Regions from separate parts of the Mus musculus genome. Here region 1 is linked to region 2. Evidence: chromatin contacts called from public Hi-C data. All regions are on one chromosome and are shown on one strand. The core of a region is the stretch at or near the end of the contact, and the rest is flanking DNA. Distances in the headings are between cores, read along the strand shown.

Region 1 (6,174 bases), core at 1,118-3,617, 220 kb before region 2:
AACACACAATTGAGTGGTTTTTAGTGTACTTGACAGAGATGTTCAAACATCACAATTAATTTGAGAATGGTTTTCATCCCTCCAAAAATAAGACTATACTCATTAGCAGTTAGGCAGGTTAAAAAGTTAACCTTTTTTTTTTTTTTTAAAGAAAAGGTTAGGAATAGAGAGTCCTTTCTTACCACATGACCAAGAGCAGGCTAGCTTTTCCCCCTTTTAAATGTTCTTAGTAAATTTATTTAAATAATTCTGGTAACAATGTATTTTATAGGTTTGTAAGACTAAATGAGTTATCTCAAATAAATATATATATAAATAATATATCATAAACTTTCCCTTCTGTTAAAAATAGATTTTTTTCTCATGTAATATATCCTGAATATGGTTTCTCCCCCCTCTACTCCTCCCAGTTCCTCTTTACTTCCCCTTCTATTTGGATCCACCCCCTTTCTGTCTCTCATTACAAAATGAACAGGTTTCAAAGGACTAATAAAACAAAGATAATTAAGATAATCAGAGAAGGACTAAATGAACAAATAAAATAGCCCAAGTAAAGGTACAAGGGACATACATGCAAAGACCCACTTGTTGGCACACTCAGAAATCCCATAAAACACTAAACTGGTTTAATGTACACACACACACACACACACACACACACACACACACACACACACACAATTTATATATATCTGAAATACCTATCCATCATCTATTTTTCTATGACCTATAGGGTTAAAAAGTGATGAAAACTATAAATTAAATAAGATTAGAAAAAATAAGATAAAATAAAAACAATTCCCTGACATGGCATTATGAGACTAGGACCTTCAAAGACACCACTGAATTCATTGTTTATTTACTGCTGGGCATGCGACCTACTCTTAGGAGTAGCTTGCTTCCCTTTGGAGAAAACTTATTTTTCATTTGTAACTGCCTACCAATTGGAGGTTGCTTCTGGGTCAGGATGAGGTGTTTGTTAGGATGTGGGATTTGTGCTTTAGCTCTAGGACTCCATCTAGGCCCTGTGCAGGCCCTGCGCATGCTGCCTCAGTCTCTGAGGTCATATGTGTGATCCTGTTGAAGGTCTTGATTTCTTAGTGTTTCTCATTCCCTCTGGCTCTTACATTCTTTCTGCCCCTCTTCTGCAGAAGTCCCTGAGCACTGAGGAGAGGGATTTGACAGAGATACCCTCTTTAGAGCTGAGTGTTCCAGAATCTCTCACTCCATATAATATCTGGCTTGGGTTTTTATATTTGTTCCCATCTAGTGCAGGAGGAAGCTTCTCCAATGTGGACTGAGCAACGTGCTGATCTATGGGTATGGCAGAATGTCAGTTGTAGCCATTTTATTGCTACTGCTTTCTCCTTCCCTTCCCTTCCCCTTCCCCTTTCCCTTCTTCCCTTTCCCCTTCTTCCCCTCCCTCCCTCCCTCCCTCCCTCCCTCCCTCCCTCCCTCCCTTCCTTCCTTCCTCTTAGAAAAGTGATGTTTGGTTTTACCTTAGGTCCCTGGCCTATCTAATCTCAGGTTCTTGGTCACCTAACCAGTGTCCAGTATGGGTTCTCTCTCATGGAGTGTATCAGGACCCATTATCTCTTCTAGGTATCTAGGTTGTTTCCAATTTCTGTTATTATGAATAGAGTAGCAATGAGCAGAGCTGATCAGTGTCTCTGGGATGGGATGAAGCATCCTTTGGGTATATCCCCAAGAATAATGGTATAGCTAGGTCTTGAAGTAAATTGATTCTCATCGTCTTGAGGAACAGCCATGCTGATTTCCATAGTGACTCTACAAGTTTTCACCGATGGATCAGTGTTTCCCTTACCCCACATCCTTGCCAGCATAGCTGACATTTGTCTCCTTGATCTTAGACATCCTGATGGGTGCAAGATGAATTCTTCAAGCCGTTTTGATTTGCATTTTTGGGATGACTAAGGATGTGGACCATTTCTTTAAGTCCTCCTCAGCTGTTTGAGCTCCCTCTTTTGAGAATGCTTTGTTTCGATCTGTACCCTTGATATTTTCCATGTTAGTGGATGATGCATTATTTCTGCTTTGCCAGAGTTGTTCTGAGTTCAGGATAATGGTACATAGGTTATTACAAAGAAGAGATAATGGGTCCTGACAGAGCATGAACCTTGGGAGGAACGTGCATAGAGTAATGCAGAACTTTGAAGGGAGAGAGAGGGAGGAAATGAGGGAGGGAGAAGGAGAGAAAGAACAGGGAGAGAGGCGGGGGTTGTGTGGGACTTACGTTTTTTTTTCCTGTTTATAATAAAGTTGTGAAGTTTTGCATCAGTTACTTCTGAAAATTAAAGCAGTGTCTATAGAGCTCACGGTGGGGGTGGTGGTGGTGGTGGTGGTGGTGGTGGTGGTGGTGGTGGTGGAGGGGGCCGTTGGAGCCGGCGCGCGAGGGGAGGTTAGCAATCCAGGACCCCTTTCACTTCCTGGGGAACGCGGTAGGGATGCTTGGGCGAGAGCTGTAGGTCCAGTCTGGGACAAAGCAGGACAGGTTAAAACTTTCAAGGGCAGTCAGTGGTAAAGAAACTCAGTTGGCTTCACTTCTGTTCCCGGGCCAAGTCTCCGTGAGACACACAGTGTGTCATTGGTGAAGCTTGCCTAGAGTATGAGAGACTTGAGTTATGGGAACTTCTAAGCAGTGAAGCTGGGGCTTCACTGTGCCGCACAGCACAGGGCTGCTTCGGCTTGTTAAAGCTATGCTGTTTATGGCGATCCCTAACAGCTGGCTGCAAACCAGGGTCCTAGGAGAGTCATTTCGGGGAGAATTCCGAAGACCATATTGAAGGGGTGGTGAGAAAACTCCTATTTTTCTCCTTTTTCATGGCACCTTAGTAATAGCGGCCCCTCCCTGAGTGACTTCTGGGAGCCAGGTGGTCTGCTGTGGGTGTTTTCATTTAAATTTCTTCCTAAAGCCTGCCTGGCTTACACTCTTACCTCCTTATTAGGGACACCTGAAGAAGGAAGGATGTTTGCCTCAGGCTCAGGTAGCTTAGAGGCTGACACAGATGGAAAGCTAACCAGAAGGACTGCCTTAGCCTGTTTTGTCTGGAACTTTCTTGGGTTTAAGGCCAACCCCCCTCCCACCCCGGAGCTCCCGGGGACTGGACCACCAACCAAAGAGTACACATGGAGCCACCCATGGCGCTGGCCACCTATGTGGCAGAGGATGGCCTTGTTGGACATCAGTGGGAGGAGAGGCCCTTGGGTCTGAGGGTGTTAGGTGGCCCAGTGTAGGGAAATGCCAGGGCGGGAGGACAGGAGTGGGTGGGTGGGGGAGCGTCCTCATAGAGGCAGGGGCTAGGGGGATGGGATAGGAGATTTCCGAAGAGGAGACCTGGAAAGCGGAAAACATTTGAGATGTAAGTAAAGAAAATATCCACCCCCCCAAAAGTATCGCTTAGAATACCTCTCACAGATAAAGCAGTACTACTCTATGCTGACTGCTCAAAAATGTACATTTCAAGGATTCTAATACACTTTGGTAAGATTTTTTCAGGACCATGCCCCCCTCCCCCACCAAAGACTGGAGTTCCACATCTCTTTGGCCCTTCCTGAGGTGACAACATGTTGGAGCCCCCTCTGAGCTCCAGTCGGACATGACATGTTTCTCTCTCTTCCCGTCCTCAAATGTGTACTCCCTTTTACAGCTCAGAGTCTTCACCCAGCTGTTTCCCAGCTCCCTCAGTTGACTCCTTTCTCCTTAGTTGGTTTTGGTCTTGAAGCAGGCTTCTTACATGTTCGATGCTTCCCTCAGGCACAAAGACCACAGATGACTACACATAGATCTGGAGGCCCTGACTTCGTGTCTAGCTATGCCCCAGGGAAATTCTTTTACTTCCCTAGAGCCTTGGCTTCTTCCTCTGAGAGCAGGATATGTTGGCTATCCAACATTTAGCTTAATTTATGTGCAAGGTGTTAATTAACACAGGTTCTAACCCTGAAAGGGATGGCATGTTGTAGCCACTGTCTCTGTGGGGTGACTCCCTGTGTTCCCTGCTTCCTTTAGGAAAGATGGATGAGTTCCAGGACTGGGGGGGACCCTGGCTTAGTATGAGAGGTTTGGAGTCTGCTGGCCTGGCTACCTGTCGATTGTTAATGTTGGCTTCTTGACTTGTGTTTTTGCAGATTTAGAAACTGAGTTTTTTGGGCTCAGTGGTTAAGAGTGCTGTCTGCTCTTCAATAAGTCCCAAGTTCAGTTTCTAGCGTCCACATGGGGCATCTCACTCCTGCCACCAACTCCATTTCCAGGAGATCCAACAACCTCTTTTGGCCTTTGTAGGTACTTGTACATACATACATGCATGCATACATACATACATACATACACACACACAGTCACACACACAAATACAAATACATCATTTTAAACAATTGAGTTTGGTAGCAGCTGACACGTTTTTGTCTCGCCTGGCTTCACACTTGACAAGGGGTGTGGCATCATGTGTCTTCAGGTTGCCACCTATATTGAGCAGCTGGAAAACTGGGACATAGTATTGTTGGGAAGATTTTTGCAGTCCCGAATGAATCAATGAATGGGGCATAGTGCATGCTAATTAAATGACAGGGTCCTTAGAATTCCAAGCAGAATTGCTTTGTAACAACTTCTAACACAGTTAAGCCGACTTCTAAAGAACCACTGTCAACCTCTCCTACATGGCGCGGCTTGGGGAGAAGCACATAAATGACTGTAGTATATTATGTGGTTCTCATATCTTTCCGTCTCTAATTCTTCTCACTCCAGAGCATCTCCTTGCTTGGTTATTTCCAAATTAACCCTACTCTTATTCTGGATGTTACCACGGACACACCTATTTTACAAGTATAGAAATAGGTCATTTTCCGTGTCCAAACACATCCAGGTTGGCCTGTTCTCATTCTCTACATTGTTTCACCCCATAGCACGGCTAACCTCTCAGTCTCCTGTGATGTTATTTATTTATTTATTTATTTATTTATTTTTTCCTCCCAGGGCTCTTTCGAAGACAGACTGAAGATTCCCCACTGGTGCTTTTTGTTTGTTTGTTTGCTTGTTTTTTAATTTTTATTTATTTTATTTTATTTATTTATTTTTTTCCATTTTTTATTAGGTATTTAGCTCATTTACATTTCCAATGCTATCCCAAAAGTCCCCCATACCCACCCACCCCCACTCCCCTACCCACCCACTTCCCCTTTTTGGCCCTGGCGTTCCCCTGTACTGGGGCATATACAGTTTGCGTGTCCAATGGGCCTCTCTTTCCAGTGATGGCCGACTAGGCCATCTTTTGATACATATGCAGCTAGAGTCAAGAGCTCCGGGGTACTGGTTAGTTCATAATGTTGTTCCACCTATAGGGTTGCAGTCCCTTTAGCTCCTTGGGTACTTTCTCTAGCTCCTCCATTGGGAGCCCTGTGATCCATCCATTAGCTGACTGTGAGCATCCACTTCTGTGTTTGCTAGGCCCCGGCATAGTCTCACAAGAGACAGCTACATCTGGGTCCTTTCGATAAAATCTTGCTAGTGTATGCAATGGTGTCAGCGTTTGGATGCTGATTATGGGGTGGATCCCTGGATATGGCAGTCTCTACATGGTCCATCCTTTCGTCTCAGCTCCAAACTTTGTCTCTGTAACTCCTTCCATGGGTGTTTTGTTCCCACTTCTAAGGAGGGGCATAGTGTCCACACTTCAGTCTTCATTTTTCTTGAGTTTCATGTGGACATTAACCCAAAACCTAGGATACCCAAGATATAAGATACAATTTGCTAAACACATGTTTGCTTGTTTTTGTTATTGTTTCTTTTATTTTTATCCAAATTTCTTTTGTTAGTGGTTCTCACTTAGTCTTTGGGCTTTGATTATTTGTGTCCCATGACTCTCACTTTGTACTTCTGATTTAAATTTCTCTGCGGACCTCATACACTCAACTGTTGACATAGTATCTCCACTTGAAATGGTATCTCCACTTGAAATGTCTAATGCTGTACTCTGACCCAGGCCTTGCTACCCCTCCCCTTTTAAATATTTATTTATTTTATGTATATGAGTATACTGTAGCTATCTTCAGACACACCAGAAGAGGGCACCAGATCCCATTACTGACGGTTGTGAGCCGCCATGTGGGTGCTGGGAATTGAACTCAGGACTTCTGGAAGAGCAGTCAGTGCTCTTAACC
Region 2 (5,631 bases), core at 1,419-3,918:
GACAAAGATCAACGATGTGTTACATGATCACAGAGGACACCATTGCATTTATGCATTACAATTCATTTAACCACTGCCTTACTGTTGGAGAGGGAAAAGAAAATTTTCTTTTGTTTGTTTCTTGTCACCATAGACCATGCTGTATTCAATATGCCTATATTTCTTTGCACACACTGGGGTCTTTATTGTCACATGACATGCCATCATTTGTATTCCACAAGTCCTGGCCCTGAAAAGGAGTTATATTTATTTCCCATTGAAGGCTTAAATGGCTTCTTTGCATTTTGAACTATCTCTGTATACTCCCAGATGTAACAACTACTTTTAAAAAACGTAATTTATTTAAGACAACACTTCATTTACATATCTGTTTGACATGCTTAGAGTTCTAAGGGGCAAAGTGCTTTCCCCTGCCCTAGAGCCTGTTTATTCAATATCACTGACTTCATTGCTACCATCAGCAGTATCAGAATGTAAATCTATCTGACAATTCTTGTGGAGTTTTTGCTACTATATTGTAGATAACTGCATCTTATACTATGTCTGGTTGCTCTTGGGATGTAGGAAAATCTTCAATCTCACTGGAGCCTCTTATTTTGACAGTAGAACACTTTAGTGGATATTTTGAAGGTTTCTGGTTATACGAACATAGTTGTGATCTAGGCCAATAGTGCTAATCTTGCCCCTTTTCCTTTGAGCTTTGCATTTTGTTCTTCTGCCAATGATGTCCTTATCAGAGATAAGCAGTTGGGCAGAGTAGCACCGAATTAGTGTAACTGTGGGAAGGTTGTGAAGTCCAGCTTGAGTCCATTTGGAACTTGGAATGGGGTGGGGGGAGATAGCATTTCTCCTAAGGCTTTAAGAATTTGGAGATAAATAGTCCAACAATTTGGAAAGTCTGCATGTCTAAAAAAGTGTTCCACATGCAAAACAACTTTGGCAAGAGATGAGACACCTTTACTTGGTGTTCCCCTCTCTGTTATGGCTTTGTATAATTTTGTCATTAGGCTTCCACATGGTCCTGCAGCCATTTTTTTCCCCATCCATCAGTGTTTTAACCATCATCTGCTCAACTGGCCACTGACCTCCCTGAGGGTAGGAACTGTTTTCTTACTCTCTATGTCTGGAGTTGCTAGAAGAATGCCTGGAAAACCACTGGCCCTTAACAAATGCCTGCTAAACAAGCTACTAGATTTCCAAGTGTACAAATGGATGCATGCATATCTATTCATTTTTGTTGCATGTTGAACAAATGACCAGGTAGTCATGCCTCCAGCTTCACACAGAAGCACTAAATGAGGCTAAAGCCCAACTTCTCCTTCCCTGGGTTCAGAATTGAGGCAAATGCGGGTAGAATGAGCTGGCTCAGTTCCTCTGTTTCTTTGTGGGATTGATGATATGGTAGAAACATGATTGAGCAAGAATACTTCCTTCACATAATTCTCAGGAACTGTGGGTCTAGAGGTCGAGTCAAATATGGACGATTTCTTAATTATCTTACTTGTAGATCTTACTTGCTAATACCTGTGAATATCTGTTGGTTTTTAGCAGGAATAGATCATCAGCATGGAAACAGTAGGTCTGAAAAGACATTCTCTCTTGCTGTTTGTGAAGATTACTGGATAATGATTTTGCCAGTACCTATATTTTTGATCTCTCTCTCTCTCTCATATATCTGTCTCCATCTCTCTCTCTTTCTCTCTCTCCTTATCTTTCTATCTCTCTATCATCTATCTAGTTATTTTTATCAGTCAACCTATCATTTATCTACTTATCTTCATCTATCATCTATCTATCTATCTATCTATCTATCTATCTATCTATCTATCTATCTATCTATCTATCATCCACCTGTCTGTCTCTATCACATGCATATGAAGAGAGAAAGAAAAGAGAGAGGTAAGAGGAAAAGGAAGGAGAAAGGAGGTACAGACATAGAAAAATAGTACTTAAATTGGATCCTTATGAATCTCATCAGGTAGTAACTTTATTTCATTATCATTTTTTTTCCTATGAGAGAGATCAATACATTGAGTCTCTTCAATGCCTTGTATATTCAACTTTTTTTGTTTTGTTTTTGTTTTTTGAGACAGGGTTTCTCTGTATAGCCCTGGGTGTCCTGGAACTCACTTTGTAGACCAGACTAGCCTCGAACTCAGAAATCCACCTGCCTCTGCCTTCTGAGTGCTGGGATTAAAAGCATGCACCACCATGGCCGGCAAAAGTTACTATTCTGCATATTTTCATTCATTCTTCTGGCCCTCTGGGTTTCTTTCCTGTCTCCACCCATACCTGATCCTGCCTCCCTTTTCTCCTCCTCCTCCTCCTCCTCCTCCTTCCTCTTCTTTCGAGACACAGTTTCTCTGTGTAGCCCTGGCTGTCCTAGAACTCACTCTGTAGACCAAGATGGCCTCGAACTCAGAAATCTGCCTGCTTCTGCCTCCCAAGTGCAGGGATTAAAGGCGTGCACCACCACTGCCTTCAACTTTCAGTATAGGCTTGGAGAATATAGTCTCTCTTGCTGTTAAATGTGACTGTCATTGCACACTGGTCTGTTTTGAAAGGTATTGGTGTCATACCTGGGCTTACTGCAAAAATCATTCCGTTATGTATGTTGAGGAAGGTGTGGCTTATGTGCCATATGTCTGTCTGCCCTTTGTGCCCTAGCATTTGAGGAAAGGAAGTATTTCCCAATTCAACCCTACCCTTTCTTAATCTTCTGTCTTACCCTGCTTCACATGATGCCACTTTTTTTTTTTTTTTTTTTTTGAGAAACCATGTGGCTTGTACTGTCTGACCCACCCAGCCCCAGCTTCTTAGGGGATTTTCAGCAAGCTGGTAAAATACGAATAATTTTTCTCTTTCTTTTTTTCTTTTTCTTTTCCTTTTTCTCTTTCTTTTTCTCTTTTTCTCTCTTCTTTCTTTCTTTTTTTCTTTTTCTCTTTTCTCTCTCTCCCCTTCTTCTTCTTCTTCTTCTTCTTCTTCTTCTTCTTCTTCTTCTTCTTCTTCTTCTTCTTCTTCTTCTTCTTCTTCTTCTTCTTCTTCTTCTCTCTCTCCATTTTATTTTATTTTATTTTATTTTATTTTATTTTATTTTATTTTATTTTATTGAGACAGAGTCTTACTATGTAGTTTCAGGCTGCCTTGAAACTCACTAGATTAACTAAGCTGGGTTTAAACTCACCCAAATATGCCTACCTTTTCTCAGTGTGCACAACCATTCCCAGCCTAAATATGAGTAATTGTTCCTTGCAAGTTGATGGTATTAGGAATGAACTCCCAATGGCTGTCTTAAATATACTTCAAATGACTTAAGTAGATAGAATCTTCATTTTATCCTCTAATGCTATCTTCACTGGGCTGGGTCATTTACTGTCTTTAAGACCCCATTCAAAAATAAGCAGAGAAATAAACAAAACTAGTCCCAAATTCTTGTGTGATTGATAAATGAGATTATCTAAGCACTGAGCCCATAGTAGGCTCTAAAAACAAAACAAAACAAAACAAAACAAAACCTGCCATGACCCCGTTGAAACAATGTAGTAAACAGTATGAGACAGGACAGGCTGGTCAGGAGAAATGATTTCAGTGCAATTGTCTAGATGGTAGAACAAAGGGTCTCAACATGTGGGCCATGACCCCTTTGGTGGTTTTATACTAGATATCCTGAATATCAGATATTTACATTACGATTCATAACAGTAGCAAAATTATAGTTATGAAGTAGCAACCAAATAATTTTATGGTTGGGGGTCACCACAACATGAGGAACTGTATTAAAGTGTTGCAGCATTAGGAAGGCTGAGAACCACTGCTCTAGAGGAACAAAGGGAACTAATAGGAAGGGGAAGGGGTGAGAAATTTGAGGGTGGGGGGCGTGGGAATAACATGCCCCACATACACTATGTACTTGTATGGAAATGTCCTTGTATGTAGCTCAGTGCCATGTAAAACAAGTATATATAATGAAATATTTAAAAGAGAAAAGAAATAAAGAAAATGAATGCTGTAATTTCTGTAATGGTAATTTCTTTACAAATTAGCCAAGGGTCATTTTTATACTTTTACAATCTTGGTAAATGTATAGTCCCAACTATCAGTTGGACAAGATGTGATCATGACTTATTTGCATAGAAACTGGAAACGAAATGGGAAATGCTGTCTAGGAGATAATATGTAGTTAATGGCCTTTGATTATTTTGGTTCTTACAATGAGCCTATTGGTAAGGTGGTAAAGTGTGTTGCCCATTTTGTTCCCATTGTCATATGTGTCCCATGAGAGAGGATGAGCCTGGCATTCTTCATGACGTTCCATTAATCATTTCACCTATAGCTTTTAAAAATCCTATTGCAGGCTTACCCGACTCTGTACACTATGATTTCTTGTACCAAGAGAAATATTCTCATGATGGGGACATGGATGTGCTGGCCACCATGACAGTTATTAGTAACTGTAAATTGCTAAATTGCTAAAGTAGAACAGACTGGGCATGAGAAGTGACAATTGTAGTTTCTGTAATAGTAATTTCTCATACATTACGCCGCTATCTTTATTCTAACACTTTAACAATCTCTGCTAATGTAGTCTTTGAATGATGAATTTTCTTTCTCTTTTTCTTTTCCTTTTTAGATAATCTATAAAGATGTGACTCAAAGCCTGAACTAAGGTATGTTTACAAGGGTACTAACTTTAGTACTGGGAGACTATAGTCTATAGTACTAGTGCAGACTATAGCATCTTCGAAGTGGAGTCATTGGAAGACTTTATTGAAATTCTGTCTTTCATATTTTGAAACTCAAAATTCTAGGAGATCCTGGGCTGGATGTGTATTCTCTGGGCATTTACTTCCATTGCTGGTGTATTTCCCTTCTACCTTTGTTCTTCAATTTGGACATTTATTCAGATTCAATATCTAAATTAATGATCAAAATTCCATTCCATCTTACAAAGACTTACAGGAATATAGATAGGAGGGACAATTTCTCACTGTTTTCGAAGCTGATATTTTAAAAAGTTACACATGGAAGTTTTTGCATTTCCTAGAATATTCTTTTTTTTTTCCAGGAAATAGAGGCATTTTTATTAAAAGACTGACCGGAGCCAACAAAGAGAGAATTCTCTAGATAAGGCCAGGGCTATTAGTAGTTAAAGGATTATATAGGCAAAACCTACAAAGTAACAATTTTGGGAAGCCAAAGTAACTCATATCTTCTCCCAGAGCAGGCAAGACTTGATTTAGTGACACGTCCAACAGATGCTTCAGACATACAAGCAAGCGGGCAGTTTGTAAAAAGCAAAACTAAACCATTAGCCTGTTTAATCTTGTGACCCATCACTTTGTAGGAACAGCTGTGGCACTGAAATATTTTGCAACATTCAGCAATTTTTTTAAGAGTACCTCAACGGTACCAGGAAGTGGTCCATCTCAGGCTACCTGACAGGGTACATTCAAGATAATTTCCTCAGGGCTTATGCAACCTAAAAACAATTTTATTTTTTCAAGCCTAGCACAATAAATGTATCCTCTAAACACAGTGTTAACCATCACAAAGGCAGTCCTGCAAAGTTACTCAGCAATATAAGACCAATGTGGTAGTTTCAAGATTTTTTCTTGGTATAGGAACAAATCC

What was found. A called contact is a pair of places that touch in the nucleus more often than the background predicts.
Region 1: a contact with region 2 is called in a Hi-C map of myeloid progenitors, with 6 times the contacts expected there. The contact joins the promoter of 4930449C09Rik here to the enhancer-like site in region 2. A contact is called at or near these places in 1 of 15 datasets of contacts at CTCF or cohesin (CD8 T cells) and 3 of 484 Hi-C or Micro-C datasets (cardiomyocytes, granulocyte-monocyte progenitors and myeloid progenitors).

Annotation. Positions count from the first base shown.
Region 1 is chr15:63,714,541-63,720,714 of GRCm38.p6, reverse strand. It overlaps 4930449C09Rik (RIKEN cDNA 4930449C09 gene), which reads right to left and starts at 2,367. Exons shown (of 4, transcript NR_166778.1): 1 at 2,255-2,367.
Region 2 is chr15:63,494,433-63,500,063 of GRCm38.p6, reverse strand. No RefSeq gene overlaps it. Among named protein-coding and RNA genes, the nearest start is that of Gm25702, 16 kb to the right of the region's middle. Within about 2 kb of position 2,668, at least 15 of the 459 cell types and tissues checked have an H3K27ac peak or open chromatin away from gene starts, as enhancers often do. A contact at or near this core is called in granulocyte-monocyte progenitors and myeloid progenitors, where this site is marked.